2 separate regions of the Mus musculus genome follow, and region 2 is linked to region 1. A link is a contact called in public HiChIP or PLAC-seq data. All regions are on one chromosome and are shown on one strand. Each heading gives the region's core, a stretch centred on a gene start, on an enhancer-like site or on the middle of the called end of the contact. The rest is flanking DNA. Distances are from core to core; before and after follow the strand shown.

What was found. HiChIP or PLAC-seq counts read pairs in DNA pulled down with a chosen protein or histone mark.
Region 2: a FOXA1 HiChIP or PLAC-seq map of pancreatic cancer cells shows a contact between it and region 1. The contact joins the enhancer-like site here to the promoter of Sorbs3 in region 1. A contact is called at or near these places in 6 of 39 promoter capture datasets (the C10 cell line, the HPC-7 cell line, cranial neural crest and 2 more), 1 of 115 datasets of contacts at active chromatin or transcription factors (pancreatic cancer cells) and 3 of 9 other capture datasets (adipose tissue, embryonic stem cells and liver).

What each region holds. Positions count from the first base shown.
Region 1 is chr14:70,203,059-70,210,170 of GRCm38.p6, reverse strand. It overlaps Sorbs3 (sorbin and SH3 domain containing 3), which reads left to right and starts at 2,500. Exons shown (of 21, transcript NM_011366.3): 1 at 2,500-2,647; 2 at 6,755-6,899. The coding sequence starts at 2,544. Gm26908 (a long non-coding RNA gene) reads right to left here and starts at 6,752. Exons shown (of 5, transcript XR_874791.3): 1 at 6,669-6,752; 2 at 3,317-4,807; 3 at 2,159-2,583; 4 at 1,249-1,392.
Region 2 is chr14:69,909,030-69,916,141 of GRCm38.p6, reverse strand. All of the region lies in intron 3 of Pebp4 (phosphatidylethanolamine binding protein 4), which reads right to left. Among named protein-coding and RNA genes, the nearest start is that of Pebp4, 72 kb to the right of the region's middle. Within about 2 kb of position 4,186, at least 61 of the 459 cell types and tissues checked have an H3K27ac peak or open chromatin away from gene starts, as enhancers often do. A contact at or near this core is called in pancreatic cancer cells, where this site is marked.

The sequences.
Region 1 (7,112 bases), core at 1,251-3,750:
TTTCAGAGCCTAGGAAAGAAGGATGAGACACTGAGTCACACTGACCCCTGCTAGATTGAGATCTAATCCCTACTTTGTTGTCTGCTCTGGGTAATTAGATGGCTTCACTCCTTCCTCCTCCTCCTCCTCCTCCTCCTCCTCCTCCTCCTCTTCTTCTTCTTCTTCTTCTTCTTCTTCTTCTTCTTCTTCTTCTTCTTCTTCTTCTTCCTCCTCCTCCTCTTCCTCCTCCTCCTCCTCTTCCTCCTCTTCCTCCTCCTCCTCCTCTTCCTCCTCTTCTGCTTCCTCCTCTTCACTTTTTAAAAGATCACAACTCTTAAGATTTTATTTGCAAAGCTTACTCTTGATAGTGCATTGGTCACTTAGAGGTAAATTGAGTCTTACTGCTAATACAGTGGAGACAGACAGTTTATCATAGAACTCAAGGAGGCCAGAAGACAGGCTAGCCTTTGTTTGGATAGCAGCACTCTATCATGGTACCCTCTGGCCGGCCAGTCAGCTCTCTGACTCCCTTATCTCAGTTTCCCTGAGCTGGGATGGAAGGCTGAGGCCGACCCAATTTTCCAGGCCCTGGTTCTTTGCCCTTGTCTGTGGCTGACTTGACTTCCATTCCCTCTGAGGGCATCACTCTGCAAAGTCTGCTTTCTCGAGACCTGTCACCTACTTGCTCCTTCCATCCTTTTGTAAGAACCAAAGGAAGCCTGTCTAGGTTGGTCCTTCTCAGGCATTCCTGTCTGGCCATGGCATCTGTTTGTTTATCCACGAAAAGGGACGCATGGTGGATGTGATGTCAGTCAGTGTCCAGGCCTCCTGGAGGACAGACTGGATAAACTGGGCAGGAACTGATTCTTTTCACTGCCTTTGGGGTTTAGATGCCAGGAAACATGAGATGCCCATGATATGTGTGCTATGAAAATATTTGCTCAAAGCAGGCCTGAAATCTCCAGGCTCTTGTTCTTGTGGGGTTTTACATACCTGTCCTTGCTTCCAGGTCTGACATTGACCTGCCTTGACCTGCCCTGTGTTTTTTTATTGTTGTTGCTTCCCTTAGAGTTCCTTCACTTTGCAGTGACTAACCCCCTCCCCCCCCCCAAAAAAAAACCTCAGACTTCCAGATAGACCAGTGTGTAAGAGGGCCCTTGGAGCCCCAAAGTGGGTCATTTCACTTCCCTCCCTTGCTTGCCCCTGTTCTCATGAGTGATTGGCATAGGTGGGCCCATTGATAGAGCTTAGTTGGCAGTACTGCCAGACCTGGAATCAGGAGATGGCCCCAGGGATGAAACAGAGTCGAGATCTGTGCTAGTATATCTATGGTGACTTGGCTTCAGCTCCTCACTGCTGGGTTGGTTACGGACTCTAGAAGAGTCCGTGTGTTCTTGGCTACTCCCTTCTGATCTGTAGAAAGAGAACACTCTTCTAAGAGCACAAACCAAAAAGGACATGAAAGCCTACCTCAAGAATGTACTGAAGTTTGTCCTAGGGAAGGAACTAGCCGGTGCCTTTCTACCGAACAGGAAGGTCAGGCCTGCAGCAGAGATGTCAGTGTCTCATCCAAATGCTAGACTGTCCTGGACACTAATTGTGATTGAGACTAATTGGTAGTCACTTGACTAATGGTACTTTGAGTTGGTGGCGGAGGACAAGAGGACTATGGGGCTGAGGGGTGGGGGAATGTGCATAGGACAGAATTGGCTGCCTGGGGCTGGGTGGGGCTCCTGGTGACTGGGATCAGATAGCTAGAAAAAACAGAGCAGTTACGTAACTGTGTTTACATGGGCTCAGGTGGCTGTGGCAACCATGGCAGTCCTTGACCCAAGGCCATGCTGGAGGGGTGCAGGCAGCCGACTACTAGGGAAGGAGGTCCCTCTTGAGCAGAAGGGTGTGCAGGAGACAGAGCATGGCATACTGACCAGGGCTGCACTATCTGGGACAATGTTACCTGGCTCTAATGTGCCACTGGAAGCTACTCAGGGTGAGGCAGGCAGGCAGCAGCCAGCTACAGCTAGGGGGAGGGGTCAGGAAACCAGACACCTGGCTCTCTAAGTCCAGTCTCTGAATTCTTGCTACATTTTTCTCCCTAATCTTCTTAAAAGAGGAAGAATTCTCCCTAAATCTGGGCAGAAAAGAGGGCAGGAGATTATTTAAGTTTCCTTGGACTTACCTGCCCTGCGGTCCTAGCGCCTCGTGCCTCCGTGTTTTGTAAAGCCATCCGAATACTTGTGAACACAGTGAGCTCCAACCTGAGAGGTGGCGAGCCAGCCCCGGCCTGACTGACAAAGCAGAGCTGCAGCAGTTCAGCCCTCCATTGCCACCCTCCCCGTTCCTCCCAACCTACATCCTCCAAGACTGTTTACTAGACTCCCCATCCCCATAGAGATGGGACTGGTAGCCAGTCCTCAGCTCCCTTGCCCACACTGTGCCTTCTCTTGTGAGAAACAGGAAGTTGGGACCTTCGGCAGCTCAGCGGCACCCTCTACATTAAATATTTATCTTGGAGTCCAGGTCAGAGCCTTAGAGCCTAAGAAGTTCACTGCTGGTGAAGGGGGATGGCCAGGATTCTTGGAGTGGGAAGATCTTCAGCTTCGTCTTTGAACAACAAAGAAGACAATGAAAGTGATGTAGCCCTTCTTAGTCCCAAGGACCCTAACAGGTGGGAAAACTTTAAAGAGGGACATGGGTAGTACTTTTAATCCCCTGGGGGAGGGGGAGGCTGCTTCCCTGGAATGGGTGGATAATCAAGTGGCAGAGAGGCTGTGTACAGCTGCCTGACCTCAAAGAGGGTCTCAGAGCTCCTCCACTCCTCCATCTCTCTCCCTTCAGCTTTCCTACCTCCGCCCCTCCCACAAACACCGTGTACTGTGTAATACCTACATCCGTTAAAAACACCTCACGTATGCGAATCAGAGCCCTGTTAGCAGGTTTACATCTCTGGAAGCCTATGAAACTGCTTCCTGAAGACTCCCCACTCATGGGAGCTCTGGCACGCTCATCTCTTGAGCTGTCCTTGACCTAAGTTTCCCGGGAGGTGGGGGTGGGTTTTGTTTGCGGGCACCACAAACAGTTCTTCCCCCACAACTGGGAAAATGTGAAGCTAATAAGAGGTGAGCGTGCTAGGGGCTGTGATGTCCTGGGAAACACTAACTCCAGGTGGCTCAGGCACCAATTAAAAGGCAGTAGGTGTCATTTACCATACTCAGCAGTGGACCAGAAACCGTTTTTTTTACCGGTTGATTTGTTGGGGACTTGGGTTCGCAGTGAATCCTAGGCTAGGAGTACTCCAGGGTTTCCATTGTCAGTAAACATTTGCCCTGGCACCTACCAGCAGAAGACTGGACGAGGAGGGGAGGAGGGAGGGCCAGAGAGAATGGGGAGCCAGTGGGCGGTGTCCTTCAGATCTGCGTCAGCAGTCAGCACTGTAGGAACAGCGGAAAAGCAGGATCAAAACAAATACGGTGAATGGGAACACCAAGACCCTCTTAACCTCATCCCCGCCCAAAGGGCCCCACCCTTATCCTCTTCAATGCTGTGGCACGTCCAGGGAGCCGGTCGATTCCCTCCCCCAAACTTTGCACGTGTGTGTGAGCATCCTCACGTTTGCCAGTACACGAGTGTTTGCAAACGCCTGGTCAGTGCGCTTAGGTCTAACAAGCATGAACTCTCTCTCCCCAAGCGGGTGTTGCCTTGTTCCTGGGCCACCGTGACTTATCTCGGTCCCAGCCTGTCTGCCTCCGGGCCTGTCTCCTGCCTCTCCAAGGCCGAGGGCTGCGTATCTAATTCCGGCCCCACCCGGGCTCTGGCACTCAGGGACCATTCGGTTAATCACTCCTGCCCTGTGTCCTGGCTCTTGTGGAGCAGCTCGCTTCCCACACCCTGGAAATGTCGCTGGAAACTCTGAGTGGCCCCCGCCAGCCCTCCCGCCCCTTTCTGACTCCAGCTTTGCGGTGGGGGCCGGGGAAGGCATCTGGGAAACCCAGCGGGCTCCCGGGGGACCCTCGGTGGCCCCTCCCGGCACCGCCTCCTGGACAGCCCGGCCCCTTGGGCAAGGGGCCACAGTGTTCCCGTGGCGCGTCGCCGGACAGAGGGCACTCGCGGGAGTGAGTGAGGGAGTAGCAGGCATCTCCACTTTACTCCAGCATAGCCCCGGCTCACAGTTCAAATCCAAGTCCCAAACTCCTCCTGCCGCATTCATCTCAGGGTCCTGCCTCCTAGCGCGCCCCCTCGGCCGCTCTCTTCCTTGTTGGGCGCCGAGCCTGGCCCAGCGTCCTGACCAGTCACGAGGGCCGTGACCACCCGCACTTTTCCCTGCCCTCTTTCCCCGAGGGCTCGCCGCGGCTGCTCCAGGCAGAAGCGGGCTGGGATGCTCCTGCCCTCCTGGGCAGCCCCAAGCCCCCCCACCTGCTCGCCGGGGGAAGGTAGGTTCAGCGATGCAAAGGGGCGGGAAGGAGGCAAGACATAGCCTGGCGTGGACCGGAGCGAAGGCGTAGAGTCCCTCCCTCCGTGTCCTGGTCTCTGAGGTTGTACAAACCAGAAAAGGTGAATTTGAAACCCCCTGACCCTGTTAGTGGGGAGCTATAGTTTGATAAGACCTGGAAAGGCAGAGAACGACGTCCCCACCATCAAGGCCTCACTCAGATGGGAAGGAGTCCACCAAACCTGGACGTTCTTCATTCTTCTAGGGGTCTGCTGGAATGCAGGGGCTGCCTGGATTCTGGGAACTCACCAGAGGTGTCCGTTTTATGCTAGACAGATACCAATTCCCCAGGAGACCTCTGTCTTCCTTAGGTTCTGCCAAATGTCTCCAGGCAGCCTGCTGGGAGAAAAACCAGGACCACCATGGGGGGCCCTATCCTAACCTCGAGTATTCCCAGGAGCTCAGTGGGAGGGGAGCCGATGGAGGTATCCTAGGGTCAGTAGCTCCTGAAACAAGGTGGTGATGGAGAACTGGTCCTTTTTCCCTAGAGAGGACACTTCTGGATTTGCTGGGAGGGTGGGACACAGTGACATTAGGGAAGGAAGGCCTGTCAGCTGATGGGTGCAACTGCTGATGCCGAAGGCAGTTTGGCCTCAAGCCCTCAGCCGGGCAGGGAGGGGTAGCACACAGCCGGTGTGCCCAGGCTTCCTGGGTCATCAGTCTGCCTGGCTTCACTTTCCCCTGGAGGAAGTCCGAGAGTCGGCAGGCAGCAGCGGTGAGGGCTGCGGGAACGGGTGGCGGGAACGGGTGTGTGTTTGTATGGTTAGCTTTTTGGTAAGAGCTTTAATTGAATCCAGCTGGTGGGCTGCACCTCAGCCTCCCCTCCCCACACACAAAGTCAGGGATTGGCTGGGTCCCCAAAAGGCTGCTCAGATGTCAGAAGGAATCCCCACAAATACAGACCAGAGACTTACTGACCCTAGCCTTCCTCGTCTCCTTGTCCATGCCTGAGCAGGATGTGAGCACAGAAAATAAGGCCCTGCAGGCCTCCTCTGTACCCTTCCCACAGCTCCTGTGCTGTCCATATGACCCCTTGCTGTACACAGTCCTGACATTCCCGAGCTCCTCACATGATCCACCCTGCCCTCCCCCACCCCATCACATTCACAGCACTGAACATATCCTACCACACACAGGACACCACCTGGGATATCTGGTGTCCTTTCTTGGAACCCCCACAAACCCCACAGGCACATACAAGCCTGATTTGGCCCAGTCCAAAAGGTGATGTAAGTCTATCCCCCTAGTGCCCCATTCAGCCATAAAGATGAAGAGCTGAAGATCCTATACCCCAGCTCTCTAGACCCTAAAATCCCTTTGTGCCCCTGAACCATGAGTGCTCTGTCCTCTTGCACTCATCTATGGGTGTGCCCTTTTGCTCACCCATCTCCCAGGTGCCCCGAGCTCCCTTCTGCTGACCCCCGGGTGAGGCAGAACCGACTGGCTTGTCAGGCAGATGCTCTGAGTCAGGAAGGAGCCTCCCTTCAAAGCCAAGCTTGTGGGTACAGGAGCATTGGTCGGTGTGCAGGAGAAAAACCTCAGCACCACCCCCAGGGCAGAAGCAGGTCCTCTGGTGCTGCCATCTGCTGCTTTCCCTTCCATTTCCCCCAGCGCTGGCTCTGAGTGTTCTGGAGCCCTGATGTGCACAGGAGGCCAGCGGGCAGCCCCACATTCCCTAGATCTCAGAAGTGGCTCCCTGCCTGCCTGCCAATGCTCTCCCATGCTCTCCCTGGCCCTGGTGGTAGGGATGAGGGCACTGCTGCTGGCTGCTTCGCAGTGGTCAGCAGGTCGGTGGCCTTGATGTTGACTGCCTTTGTGCCTGTGTGCACGCAGATGCTACCCAGGGCAGAAGCATGACAGAAGAATGGAGACAAAGTCCTCTGTGCTCAGGTCCTCTGTGTTAGCTGCCCTAGTTCCCCTGTGCCTTCCCTCGAGGGGAGCTGGCTATCCTGGCACGGAGAGCCCCAGAAGGGTGGTCAGCAGGCTGCAGGCCTGCTCCTGGCCAGCCTCTCTATCTTCCTCCTTGCCTGGCTTCCCCTCCCCCACTCCCACCCAGAGCTCGTGCCCCAGGCCTAACAAGCAATCCATTGTGCCTCTGGGAGTCGGCACTGGCAGCCTGCAGGCGGGTGCCCAGAGCTGCCTGTTTCCTGGGTCCTTGAGCTCCCACCCAGCTGGCCATAATTCCCTCCCACAAACCTACCTTCCTCCCCCACCAGTGGGTTGAGTCAAGAGGTCCCAGGCAGTCCAGCCGAGCAGGGCTTTCCCTTCCTTCCTCCTTCTCTGCAGAGTACACACGAAGGAGCAGCTGGCACATCCTGCGTCCTCCAACCTTGACCCAAGCATGCAAGGCCTCCCTGCTGGGCTCAGCCTGGATGATTTCATCCCTGGTCACCTCCGAACCCATATAGGCTCATCCTCCCGGGGGACAAGGGTGAGTGAACAGCGAGGAAAAAAGGACACTGATGGGCCAGCAGTTGATGGGACACTAGCAGGCCAGGTGGGGGGAGCCGTGGATCGACAATATAAGGAGGGAAGACAGTCTGAAGGAAGCTCCTAAGAGCCTCCGAAACTTCCCCAGGAGGCCATTCCTTCCCAGTGGAACTCCTGTGGAGCCTCTGGGCCCTGAGCTTGCCGCTCCTGGCCC
Region 2 (7,112 bases), core at 2,937-5,436, 300 kb after region 1:
TCTTCCACAACCCATGGACCATCATTTAAAAATGATGGCAAGACAGGTTTTTGGTTTTGTTTTTTGGTTTGTTTTTGTTTTTGTTTTTATTCAGCATGGTACTGAACTGTGAGGGAACGGTGGTGGTCAGTTTTATCTATCAACGTGGCCAGGCTACAGAACCCAGTTATTCAGCACCATCTTTTCTGATGGTACACAGACCACCAGCTCCTGGTGTGTTACGATGCTGTGTAACCAGGATAAACCAGGGTTATCCAAACAGCAAGCTCCCCATCTGCCCTCACTAGAGACGCACAGCTATGGGCCCCTCTGGTATTATACTGGAAGCTCTGGAATAGGGAGCCAAACTCAACCTTTCTTCTTTATAAGTGCATTGTGTCGAGTGTTTTGTTAGAGGCTGAAGGTTGCATCACACAAATGAGGGGAAGAGAAAGAAATGAGCAGAAAGTGCTTGAGGCGGGCCAACTGTGTGGGCTGGGGACAGAGCCTGAGGCTGCTGAGCGGTGTTACTCAGAAAAAGGACAAGAGTAGGGGACCTGGGTTCCAGCTCCCACTGGTCACACACGTGAGTTGGTCTCTGGGTACCAGAACAGTTTGGATCAGGAGTTTGAGATCCCATCCAACAGCAACAAACAAACAAACATTCTCACCAGTCATTTACAGGAATATTTCCTTCCCCTCCAAAAGTTCAGCCTTCAGGGCTGCAGAGACAGCTCAGCAGCGAACAGCACATACTCCTCCTGCAGAGGACACAGCAGGCAACTCACACCTGACAGTAACCTGCAGTTCTGAAGGAATCTGACACCCCTGGCCTCCGCTGGCTCAGGCGCTCCTGGGCACAGGCACACGATTAAAGACAAATCTTTAAAGAAAATAGAAGGCTTTCCAACAAGATGTGGTGGCTCACTCTTCTAATCACAGGATTTGGGAAGCCGAGGCAGGAGGATTTCTGGGAGCCTAAGACTAGCACTATGAGTTCTAGGCTAGCCTGGGCTACACGATAAGACTCTGACTCAAAAACAAAAACAAAAGTGTGGCTGTCCTAAGGGAAAAATATATGCTATTGTCCCCAGAGAGTGGTAGAGTACAGAACTGTGGCTCCTTTCTTAAGTCTCCAGGCCTTAAAGGGGAGGAATCGAGGCTTCGGGGGCAATTGTGCTGGTCACGCCCACAAGTAAGATGACTCTGACAATGTGAGGTTCAAAGCTCCCTTTCCCCCAAAATGGTAGTGCTGGTGACATTGTCCTAAACAGAATTGTCTGGCAGAGTAGACAGGAGGCTTGATGTCATGTGAACAAGCCTAGAGGTTCAGTAGAAAAGCAGATCTCTTAAAGCAGTTTCTGTTTACCAGGAACTACCCTTAACCCTCCAGGAACCTCCTTTAACCTTTCCCCTCACATCCGCTACCTAAGGCAAGGGCACATCAGTCCCACAGGCTATCAGTTCAGATCCCCTCTCTGCTGCCTGCCTTTTTTGACTTACTCTTCTCTGTCCTGCCTCCACCACCACCACCCCTAGAGATGGCCTTGGATGTTTGATCCCCAATAAATCTTTCTTTCTGCCCACTGAGTCGTCTAGTTCGGAAGTCTTCTCTGCACCGTTGCTTACAGATAGCATGGCCAAGTTAACATTTATTCTAAGGCTGGCTATGGGCTAAGTGCTTAAAGAGGTATCTGCCACCTTATGTTCCCCATGGACTCTAGTGCATACCCAATATACAGATGGAAAAACCAAGGGTTCCAAAGGTGGGTAATGAAACCAGGATCTGAGCCTGCCTGACCTCATCTTTCCCTGAAGAACCTCCAAGCAAAACATCCACGTCTCAATCAGATCAGCTGAGTCCATTTGCAGGAGACTGTCAGGAGCATACTGGTCACTCCTGCCTAAAAGCAGATGGGTGGGTATGGGAGCCCAACCCTGAGCCAATCTTCCTTGCCGTGTGGGTGCAATTTTTCCCTAATTACACTCGGCTCTGGTTGTGGAGGTCCGAGAGTATTTAAGTTAGAGAAAGCTAACTCAAGAAGGCTCTCTCTTATGTGACCGAGGAGAAGCCACCATTCATGCTGGTTGAAGACTTTAACAGTGTGGCTGCTTTGAGGTCGACCAAGCTCCTGCAAATAACCCCTCACGCATGCTCTGCAGGTGGACTGGGGTGGAATTGAATTTTAGGTTGTCATGGGAGGAGGAAAGAAGACATTGGTTAAGAATTCTCACAATATTTGACCCTGGACAGATGACGAGAGAAAACTATCCACAGGACAAGAAGGCCTGAAATCTCCAGGCAGGATGCTGCCGTCGTGACTGGAAAAACAAAGAGGATCATCACTCGGCACCCCTGACATCCGGAAATGGAGCTGTGGCATGGAGGTGCCCTGTGTCCTTGTGCCCTTCTTTCTGGGCATTTTAAGGAGCTGACACCCAAGTCTGCTGTCTGTACAGCCTTCTTCAATAAGGATCTATACTGAGTACTCAAAGAACAGCTCTGAATTTGGGGTTTGCAGGTAGGGACCCTGATAACCAGTAAGGTTATTTCCTGGCAAGCTGCATTTCCACATCCACAGAATAGGCCATGAAGGCCGGCCAGGGTGCCCTGCTAGCTTCCTTTCCAAACTTGTGATCCATCCTACCATCCCACTCGGCACCCCTCTGCTCTCAGTGCAGGGAGGATTTCCTATCCCTTTGTTTATGCTCCTCTGATCAAACCACCATTCATTCAACAAGCATTCAGAAACTCACAAGACGTGCCTGGCCTCTGGTTGCCATGGCAGAGCCGGAAGGCAGGCGGGGCACCTACCTCCCTGGAACTCCAAGGCATCCAGCTCAGAAAGGAAAGGCAATTCCTTCCACCTGTGTGAGGAGGCCTGCCTGAGGTCCTAGGGAAATGCCTGCCTGATAGCAGGCCACAGGGTAAAGGGGGCTGTGCCACCAGCAGCCCTGGCTAAGTGACTGTCAGAGAGAGGGTTCTCGAAACACTTGTCTTCTCTGTGGCTTCTCTCCGGGATGCCTGCCCTGCGTAGTTATCATCTGCCTACATTACTGCAGGAGCCTCTTAACCTACCAATAACATCCTCCTGACAGCCACCACCATGATTATCAAACCCACTTCAGCTAGCCCATGCCAGCCCACCCAGGCTGATGTCCTTGCCCCCCATCTCCACACAAAGCACATTTTCAGCAGCAGCGACTCCTTTTGTGTAAGGACTGACCTCGTGCCCTCTGCCTCTGCCTCCTGCTTAACACTCTTCCTCTCAAAGACAGCCTGGACTCGGGTGGGCGGGCCTCATCTCCTCCAGGAAGCCAAATGGGATTATGAGCAGACCATAAACATCACTGAACCCCCAGCGAGGGACTGCAGATGGAGTGGAGATGATCAGTTTCTGGGCTCATCTGTCCTAGGAGTTTGATTGGTCTTTGAGCATATGTACTGCCCAGCCTGTGAATGTAACTCAAGACCTAAAGGCTGAAGCCACAAAAGGTGTAGGAAACTTAAGGTTTTTCTGGGTGAATGCCTGGATCACATCTCCAAACCCTAACCCCGTGCCTCAGTTTCCCCTGCTACAACATAGCTGGGGAGGGTGAAGTACCTGCTCAAGTTCTGTCACTGGGAGGAAGCACTCCCATTCATTAGCATTTGCGAAGGGCTCTGAGTGCTGCAGATGGAGACTGCTCCTAGCAGGCAGCCTGGTGGGACTAAAAATAGAGTCGTGTGGCACCTTCTAACCCAGAGCTGGGGAGGGGTGGGAGGGGTGAAGGAAGGGTAGTCAGAGGAGGAGGTGGCTGGCCCAAGGTCCCGAGGGGCAATGCATACTGGTCATCCACCTGGAGATACTGTGTGTCCTTTCCTGAGCACCAGGCTCCTGCACTGACCCCAGACACCTGTCTTCTCTTTGGGAAAGCCAGAGGCAGGTGTCCTGCCTGGGGGTGGGGGTGGGGGGAGGGGGGTTGGGGTGGGGACAAGGGACAGAGAAAAAGACTGTAGCCCACAGGAGTTAGAGACTCTCGGCCTTTGCAGCACTTGGGATGGAAGGTTAGGGGAGTCAGGGAAGAGCTGGCCCTGGGAGGTGGAAAGGCGGTTGAGGGTAGCCCGTCCATCGGGCTAGATAGCCAAGAGGTAGCTTGTGAGTCCAGCAGGCTTCGGGGACGTGGGTGGAGAGCTGGCCGCAGCTAGGGCAGAACCTTAGGAGAGGGCCAGGGCCCACATTCTCTTGTGACTCAGGTCTGAGTCAATGCCATTTCTGAAACAGACTAGGGGGCGGGGTGGGGAGGGTGGAAGGTGTTTTTGCAAAATGACAAAGCAACTTGCTTAGGGCAGCCAGGCAAGAGGCACAAGCAGCTGGGAGGAGAATCACCTCAGGTCCTCTCACAGGGAAGGCTGGGGTGACTGGTTGCCAAGGGACCTGGGCTCTCCACACACACCGTCAAGGGCAGGGTGGGGAGAAGAGATGCGCTGTCCCCAGAACAGATTGGTGAGCACCTCCATCTCCACCACTGAGCTGAGAGGATGGCGCCTCCCTGGAAAACTAAAAGGCAGCCACTGGAGAGCCTCGCCCCCTTCTGATCCCCTTCACAGCCACCAGGAGGGGATTCCTCGGCTTACTAAGAGTGTGGTGCCCTCCCTGCCTCCCACCGGTGTAATGCTGGGAGAAGCCCAGGAGGGGATACTGCCAGTGCAAACAGGCAGCTGAGGACTCGGTTCCAACCATGCCCCTCCTGCCAGCCTGCAGGGCAAGCAGAGATGACAGGAGACGCAACTCTCCCCACCAACCAGGTGGGCAAAAGGACACACCCTTCGGGACAAAAGGGGCAAAAGTGGAGGTGCCCTGAAGACCCGCACGCTCGCTGTGGGAGTGCAGTCCGGCCACTACGAGGTCCTGGGTGGGCGTAAAGAGTCTCTGTGCAGGAGCAACAGAGGCACCTAGCTGGTTAGGATGCCTAGGGAGTATAGGCCATGGTGATGCCTGTCACCCAATAGGGTACCTGCCTGGAGTCCCCTGAATAAGACCACTTGAGCATGTCCAGGACGTCTTGCTTGTCTCAAGGTCCCCCGCTGAATGACCAAAGGAAGGGCAATGTCAGCACACCTGATTACTACTGTCCCCCACTCAGCAAGCCATGGGGCAAATAAACACATCTCCTACCATCAGATCTTGGGTTCCTTTCTCTGGGCATTGTTGGCTGGGGGCATTATGCTACCCTAGGGGATGGCTGTTTGTAAACCTAGGAAGATGCTTAGGGTGGTAAATATGGAAGTGGGTATCACTGAATGCAGGAACTGCACCATGCAACCAGAAAGGAAAAACAAAATTAAATTATAAAGGCTTGGTGACAATCACATATTCTAAACGCAGAAACACCTACAGCCACTGTTCAGGTCTCTGGATTGCATGTTTAAACCCAGCTAGACTCCAGCACTCAGCCACAACTAACCACTGTGATAACCAGCCTCTTTTGTGCTTAACCACATAGCCTGACATGAGCCCCCTAGCCTCCCCTCTCCCCAGAAAGGGATAAATACAGCCTACTGTCAATTAAAATACACATAATAAACAGGAAGGAGGAACAAGACTAGGAGAATATTTGTCCAAATAATGGGTGATTTTTTTTTAGTTTTTTTTTTATAAGCAACATATTTTCCATAAGGAATATGAAGCTTCTAAGGAGGAAACCAGTGCCACCAGTGTACAGTTGTACAGTGTACAGTGTACAGGAGTGGGGAGCTGGGAGAAGTCATATAGAGGAGAAGGAGCTTCGAGTACTCCTTTGTGGGTGGGACAAGAAATGGCAGGGAAATCGGGAAACCAGCCTGCTGGGAGGGAGAAAAGCAAGGAAGAAAGTGGAAAGAAGAGTAGAGGCCTTTCTAAGGAAGCCCCGGTAGAAGACTCCTAATCCCTGATATTTTCCTGCAACCTGCCATGCCTAGAATTCCCTTAGGGACCCTAGAGAGTGGTCCAGAGGTGGACTGATATTCCTGATATTATTATGTGATAAATCACTTTTTTTCCTCTGTCTTTGGAGGTGGGAAAAGCTGGGTGTGGGACATTAGAAGCCACCCGCCATCAACATATTTGGGTCAGAAGGTGCCAAGTGCTGGGTGGAAATCAAGGCAGATGGAATGGGCTGTTCTGGATGCATTTTCATTAATCTGGTCCTATTTCATAACTCAGTTTTACTCTCTCAGATCGGAGCCTGCAGAGACATTCCATCAATAACCCCCACTTGGCCATTCTGGCCCATCTCTCTGAGGTCCCCTCAGCACACGAGGTCTAATATCAGCCTTGGCTTATTAAAGCACTAGATTTTCAGGTGGTGGATGGCAGGTCTTGTCCCTTACACCTACCCCAGGCTTGTCAAACTGCCCTGGTCCCCCTTTCCCTGACTAGGAGCCTGGGACAAAGGCCAACTCATTGTTCTTCCCCCCTCCTGGTCCAGCACCCCTCACCCCAAGCTTCCCTGGCTCCTCCCACTCCCGCCCCAGAGTTGCAGCTTGGAGTGCAAGGAAAACAGCCTCGCTGCTCCAGGCTGGAAATAGAGGGGCCTTTGCTCACGTCATTGCATGAAATCCACCATCTGCCACTTAGTAAAGAGAGTCAGGGACGTTTAATGTGAAAACTCTCGCTCGGGCAGTTGGCTGTATTCCAGGGTGAGGACACAGCTGGTATGTTAGACCAGGGACCCAGGCTACTGAAGTTAGGAATTCACCTAATACTGGGCTCGTGGGTAGCAGAGCCACAGTCATAGATCACTTCTCTTTACACAGCTCCTTTTTGCACTCATAGACCACAGGCAGCAGGGCCTGGGCCAGCATTGTACTGCCTAAGGGCCAGGGACTCATCAGATTGGCCCAGGAGGTGGGTGGGTACCCCTGCCTCTGCTCCCCCTGAGCCTTCCCCCTCTTCATTACCTGCCTGCCTTCGAGGTGAAGAGGCAAGCAGACTGGTTGTGATGATCTAAAACTCCAAAGTGTCTATTTCTTTGCCACTAGGGAAAGGAAACACACCAGTTGTTCTCCTTCTCTGTCTTTTTAGTATTGAACAGTCATGGTTGGAGCTAGGGGTGGGGGGAAGGAGAGAAAAGGGGGTGCCGTCCTCTATCTGATCCTCTTGAATATGTTT